2 separate regions of the Arachis hypogaea genome follow, and region 1 is linked to region 2. The links are chromatin contacts, called in public Hi-C maps. All regions are on one chromosome and are shown on one strand. The core of a region is the stretch at or near the end of the contact, and the rest is flanking DNA. Distances in the headings are between cores, read along the strand shown.

Region 1 (3,235 bases), core at 370-2,869, 340 kb after region 2:
TTGGGTATTGGCTGAGACATAAGTTGTGAATTGGTTGTTTTTGTTGGAACCGGAGACGATGAAAATATTCAAGTTTTGGGGGAGGTTCTGCCAAAATTTTTCTAAATATTTTGGATAAAACTTAGTGAAAAAATTATAATTAGTGTTATATCTTGTTTCTAAAATTTTGTTTCGGTTTTTCTTATTTACAGGAGTGATGAAATGGTGACCATATGCTATCTTGAGGGCTCAAGAATATTTTGATGCATAGAGACACTAATCTATTTTAGAATTTTTATGTTTTGGTTGAACTTATGCAAGACATATAACTTGTAGAACTAATCAATGTACTCACCAATGTTATTTTGTTTGAAAACAATTTTAGCTAAAAGGATCTTGTTTGACTTATGTATGTTTTTGCATATTATATAGATGTAAATTTGCTTATTAAAATAGTTAATATATTAGTCAATTTAAAAAATAGTTTATTAAACTATGCATGCAATTTGTATTAAAAAAAGTTGTTACAAAATAATTAATTTTCTTTTGTAACTAAAGAAAAAAAATGTTACAAAATCATGTTACATTTTGTAACAAAATTTTTTGATAGGAAAAAATAAATTGTCACGAAAAATACCTTGAAGATCAAATTTTGTTACCACTTTTGTAACGGCTTCTGGTTTTTTGTATCAGAAAAAATTGTTACAAAACATCATATTGAATTGTAACAGTTCCATTTTTCGTTACAAAACTTTTTGTAACGGGACTTACTGCAACGGCCTCTTTTTTTTTGTTACAAAAAATTTTTGTTTCAAAATTTTGACATTTTGTAACAATTTTTTTTGTTACAAATACACTTTTTTCTTGTAGTGGAGGAAGACAGTGAGAAGTTAGGTTAATTTTGCCTTTGTAAAAATAGAAAGGGAAAGAGAATTAGGGATTTAGAAAAAAGTTAAGTTATCTTTAATTTGAAAATAGAATATTCTGTTAAATTAAACGTTTTTGTTACCATAAGGATTTAATTGAAAAAAAAATATTGGTTGAAGGACTCAATTGAAAAGAAAAAATGTATAAGAACCTAATTGAAAATTCAGTGAAATTATAAAAATCGACAGAGTAATTAAACCAATTTTTTATTATATTTTTTTGTTGTCTAACGTATCTTAATCAGACAAATATTAATCTAACGTGAATTTGAGTTTTACTTAAGAATTTGTCTATAATCAATAAATTATTATATGCACAAAATAAGATTTAAACATCCAACACTTATTTAAGAAAGTTAGTAACACTTCTCCATAATATGTGATTTTATAACTACTTTCCAACCAGGTGGATGTCAACACAACCACGATCGAGAGACAAGACTATGGTAAAGTAGAGGAGTAGTGACTTTTCTTTTTTTTTTTTTTTTTTTTAGTTAGTATCGATAATTCGGATGAAACTTTAGAGGTAAAGGGGATTTTAAATATATGAATAGAATTTAGTTACAAATTTTGATAGTAGACTTCTGAGAAAGCCAACAAAGAAGTGGGTAGAAATGCGGCCCCCTCGAAAAAAGAAAGCAAATAGAATAGTGCTGCAAAAGCTTAATGCTAAACTTAGTATATTGGCCCATTAATAACCATGTTGTATTTCAGGAATTAATTAACTATAATTAATTAATATATAGTACTGATATGATTTGCGTGTGGAATCCACAAGTGCCATATTATTATGCAAATATATATATACTAATAAAGTATGGTTTGTTAACATCATAGATAAATAAATAAATAAAGTATGGATTGGGTGGCTCCTTTTTGTTGTCAATATGATTCTAGAGGAGAGGATGCTGATCACATGCATTACATGTGATGAGTTATCATTCATTACTGGAATCAGATTAATTTATTAATACTAAGCATTTTGCTAAGGAGTTTTTTTTTTTTTTTACATTTTTTAAATAATATAAAAATAATTAATATATTTATATCAATAAAAGCTTAAATTTTTTTATATTTTCAATAAAAATTTTCTGTTTTTATATTTTTAACTAACAAGCTAGCTATCTTAACAAAATCCTAATAATAAAGCATTATTTGGATGTTCGGAATTCTATTCGGGACCCAACCATGAATGGAAGGGAAAGGGTGTGGACCTTCCCACCGTTACTCAATTAAGCTTTCAAGATTCTCTTCTTCCATCTTTCTCTAAGTCTATTATTCTAGCTCTTTCTCTCCTTTTCTCTGTCTTTTCTGTTTGTTTTTTTCTTTCTTTTTTTTTCCCGGAGCTAATAATTTGTGCCTATATATAATTCTATGCCTAGAAACTTTGACGGAAAAAATTCGGTGTTGGTTTTTTTAAGGTATTTGTTGGTTTTATTTGACCAAGGTAAAAAATAGATTTCGATGTCAATAGTATTAAACTGAAAAAAAAAAATTACAGTCAGATCAACAGCAACTTTGAAAAATTGAATATATCTTTTTCACCCAAAAAATATTAGAGAAATATTAGAGGGTAATATTTTTTATCAATATTAACCAATTTTTTGGATTAACATTTTATTTTTACATTATTAAGATTTCATATTTAATATTTAAGACTTAGAATTTAGTATTTAGGGTTTAGAATTGGATCAAAAATAATAAATTTTATTGATTATGTAGTATTGTTCAAAAAGTTATTTTAGTAAAACAGTAATAAACATGAAAGAAAAGAAGGGTGTGGCATATAGTTATATTTTTATAAGGAAGGAAGTGTAAGTTTTAAAATAAGTTGGAAAAAACATGTATTTTACTACTTCTTTTATTCCTTAAAATTTTTGTGGAGGGTGAGGATATGCACATGCTTTGTGGGACAAGAATGTAGAATTAAAGGTGACTATATATGCTGTATATATTGTTACATGTTAACTTTGTCAAGATTCATCAGAACATGGTTAAAAGAATCTGAAGTAGATAAAGATAAAAATCCTCATTTCATTCATCAAAAAATTATGATACATGAAAAGGTTACGTTATATATTGGCATCCTCTTTTTTATGATACAGCAAAATTAGTATTGTCGTTGTCAACTTGCTGTTTATGAGGAGCCATTTGTTGTTCATAATTAAAGAGAGAGGAAAAAATAAATTAATGAAGCACGTCAAAAAAAGAAAAAAAGAAATGCACACTATGTAGCTTTTCTTTTGTTTGACTGTTTCCATTAAATGACAAACAAATTCATCGGACTCAAAAAGACGATTATAAGCCTGTCTCCGGAATAAAATAAAAAG
Region 2 (3,146 bases), core at 300-2,799:
TTACCTTTAATTTGAAAATATACTTTTGCAAAGTCGATCATTTACATCACAAACAGTGAAATTGCCGCTTTGCTTAAGCAAGGGGATGACATCAAATATATTAGAAGTCGCATGTTTGGTAGAAGATATACTTAGTAGTTAGTACCAATTATATGGTACGGTATGAAAATATTTATGACATAAACTCTAGAGTTGAATATTATAAGTTTATGTATGTCATGATTTAAGTTAAAAAGGGAAAAAAAGGATGAGACTCTTAATTAGATGACCTTGCTTAACAAATGTCTCATAATAATACTACCCATTAAGTTAGTTTGGGTTTCAATTAAATCTATCAAGTCTAATATCAAAAGTAGGTAGATTATGAATCAAAATCGTTCTTTCAAGTACAAAGGTACGATTATAATAAACAAACGTTACCTAATAATATCAATTTATATACGTTTCAGTCTTTGGCTCCAACTTGGCCATGCAACATAAACAAAAACCCTTCGCCGAAGTAACAATAATATAATAGTCATTATAGCAAGTTTAACAAAAATATTTAAGAGACAATAAAAAATTAATTTAAAACAATTTAAAATTATTTTTTGTTATTTTTTAATTATTATTTATTTTATTTTATATTTTTTAATTACTATCGAAATAATGAAACAATATTAAATATATAATTATATAGGTTACATATAAAAGTTATTACTAAAAATAAGAAAGTGCTAATTCATTAGCCTATTTACTCAAAAATCAATATTCAAAAATAGCATACATATCATACACATAATAATGAAAATGGTCCCAACCAAAACAACATGTCAAAGTTAAGTTGAAATGAAAAAATTTCCTTTTCAAAAAAGTTCAAGAACTAGTTATTTTAATTTATATTGACCAACCCTTTTAATTAGCAATTCAATATTTTTAGTCTAGCAGAGTAATATCATATATTAATTAATATTTTTAAATATTATTAACTAATTAAAAATAATAAATTATGTTAGCCATATTACATTGCCTTTTTCCTTTTGAATAGACTAAAACGATAGACACAGATAAGTCTATGTCTCCGGGACCAAGAGCAATAAACGGTACAGTTTTTCACAAGAGAGCTCTTGAGAATTCGAACTTCCACTTTTACTCTCTTTTGGAGTAAAAGTAGAGAATTATTTGATCATAGGGGTAATTAATTATAATAATTAAGTAAGGTGTTGATGGAGAAGGTTGGTAGCTATAGCAGTAAGAAGAGTGAGAGGAATAGGTACCTTGATCATGGCAGGGACCCAAAAGCGTCTAGCATGAGTATTGATTCCAATAATGGTGGAAGAAGGCTGTGTCCGAACCTTATGCCATAACCATACATGATAACCAATTGTTATCATAAATCCTAATGGCACCAATATCACATCCAAGTAATATTTCTTCCATTCCATCTTAATCTTCTTCTGATTTTCTTCTTGTGCTTAGGTTTCTCTCTCTTAATAAGAAGAGATATATCCTCGCTGATTCTTTCTCACTTACACAAGAATATAGGTTTCGTCATGATTTTGGGCTTAGTGGCTGCATTTATAAAGGCAAATATGTGTTAATAAATAAATAAATAAGTTAGAAAATTAAAGTTGAAAAAATATATATTTAAAGTTAGTGGAGGTTTGATACTTTCTCCTGTTATTCAACATCTGTTAGAGTGATTCATTGTATTATTACTGTTAAAGAAAGTCAGAAAATAATTTCACACTTAATGTAAGTTATGGTATATAGGTTGAACTTTTGTTTGGCCACAGGAAAAATAGGATTTAAATTCTCTAAATTTTGAATTTTATTTTAAAGAGTAAAATTTGATCTCTCACAATATTAATTAAGACGAGAGATTTGTTTTGGTATATTTATTTATATTAAGATATATGAGAAAATATATATAACTAATTTTTAATTAGTTAATATTAATTAATTTTAGGTTTAATATTTATATTTTAGAATGTAGTATTAAAATTTTATGATTTAAAATTTAAAATTTAAAATAAATAAAATATTTAAAAAAATAGTTAATATTAACTGAAAAAAGGTTAGTTCTCTAATATTATTCTTAAAATATTACTATTTATTATATTATTTATATATTGATCCATTTTAAAAAGATAAAACATATTTTTTGTTTTTGAATTTTATTAAAAAATTTAAAAATATTCTTAAATATTTTTTATTTTAATTTTATCCTAAAAAATTTTTATTTACATTAAATACACTCTTAATAGTTAATTTTTCAACAAATTTGATGGATATTAGTGGTTTAGTGAAGGAAATTTAAATTTAGGCCTCTTTTAAGTTTGTTTGCTTTTTTTTTTTAATTGGATAGATCTTGTAGTGTCTCTTAAGTCACCTCGAGTTGAAAAATATGAGATACTTTTAATTTGTCTCTTGTCAATGGAGGAGGCAAAACATATATAATTGTGTGAAGGGATATATGCTTTGAAGTATTTCTGATTATGAAAAGTAGGAGGCAATTTCGTTTTGATAAGAAAACTAGAATTAAAACAGAGAAAAAAGTAACACAGCAATATATTCTGGTTCAGCTACCTTGTGCAATGTAGCCTACAGTTAGTTTGCATCACAACTATGATAGAATTTCACTATTTTTAACAAGTTACATTCACCAATTTTCTTAGGATTCAACCCGATCTTATCTGGGACAAACCCAGCTTCTACCCAAATCAGATTTGACTAGGAACTCAACCTAGATTTACAACTACTAAGGGTTCACCCAACTTAGCAAGGAATCCCCTCAGGATCATAATAACAAACAGAAGTACATATAAAGGATTTATGAAATAAATATTTGGATTTTTTCCAAGTCTAACTCTCTCTGCCGTTTTTCACTTAATGGCTTTTTCTTACATTTTTTACAGTAATGCCGTTTTTTATTGAAACAAAAAAAAAGATTAAATTGAGAAAACAGAATATTCAGTTGAGAACCATGAATGAAAAGAAGGTATAACTCTGTAAGCTATGAGAATCTGAACTTTGTGCTCTCTGGTATGCGAAATTGTTACTCTGAGGTTGTAAAATTTGTTGTTCATTCTCTCTCCGGCAATGGCGCCAATAATTGGTGCACAATACCATGGTCCAAACATAACTTCACAACTTCGCACAACTAA

The links. Hi-C and Micro-C count contacts between places; a contact is called where the count stands out from the background.
Region 1: a Hi-C map of an unstated tissue shows a contact between it and region 2, with 8 times the contacts expected there. The contact joins the enhancer-like site here to the promoter of LOC112779795 in region 2. A contact is called at or near these places in 4 of 8 Hi-C or Micro-C datasets (leaf and an unstated tissue).

Annotation. Positions count from the first base shown.
Region 1 is chr19:108,060,387-108,063,621 of arahy.Tifrunner.gnm2.J5K5, forward strand. No RefSeq gene overlaps it. Among protein-coding and RNA genes, the nearest start is that of LOC112780008, 24 kb to the right of the region's middle. Within about 2 kb of position 1,620, at least 2 of the 3 cell types and tissues checked have open chromatin away from gene starts, as enhancers often do.
Region 2 is chr19:107,720,530-107,723,675 of arahy.Tifrunner.gnm2.J5K5, forward strand. LOC112779795 reads right to left here and starts at 1,550. Exons shown (of 3, transcript XM_025824141.3): 1 at 1,257-1,550. The coding sequence starts at 1,424.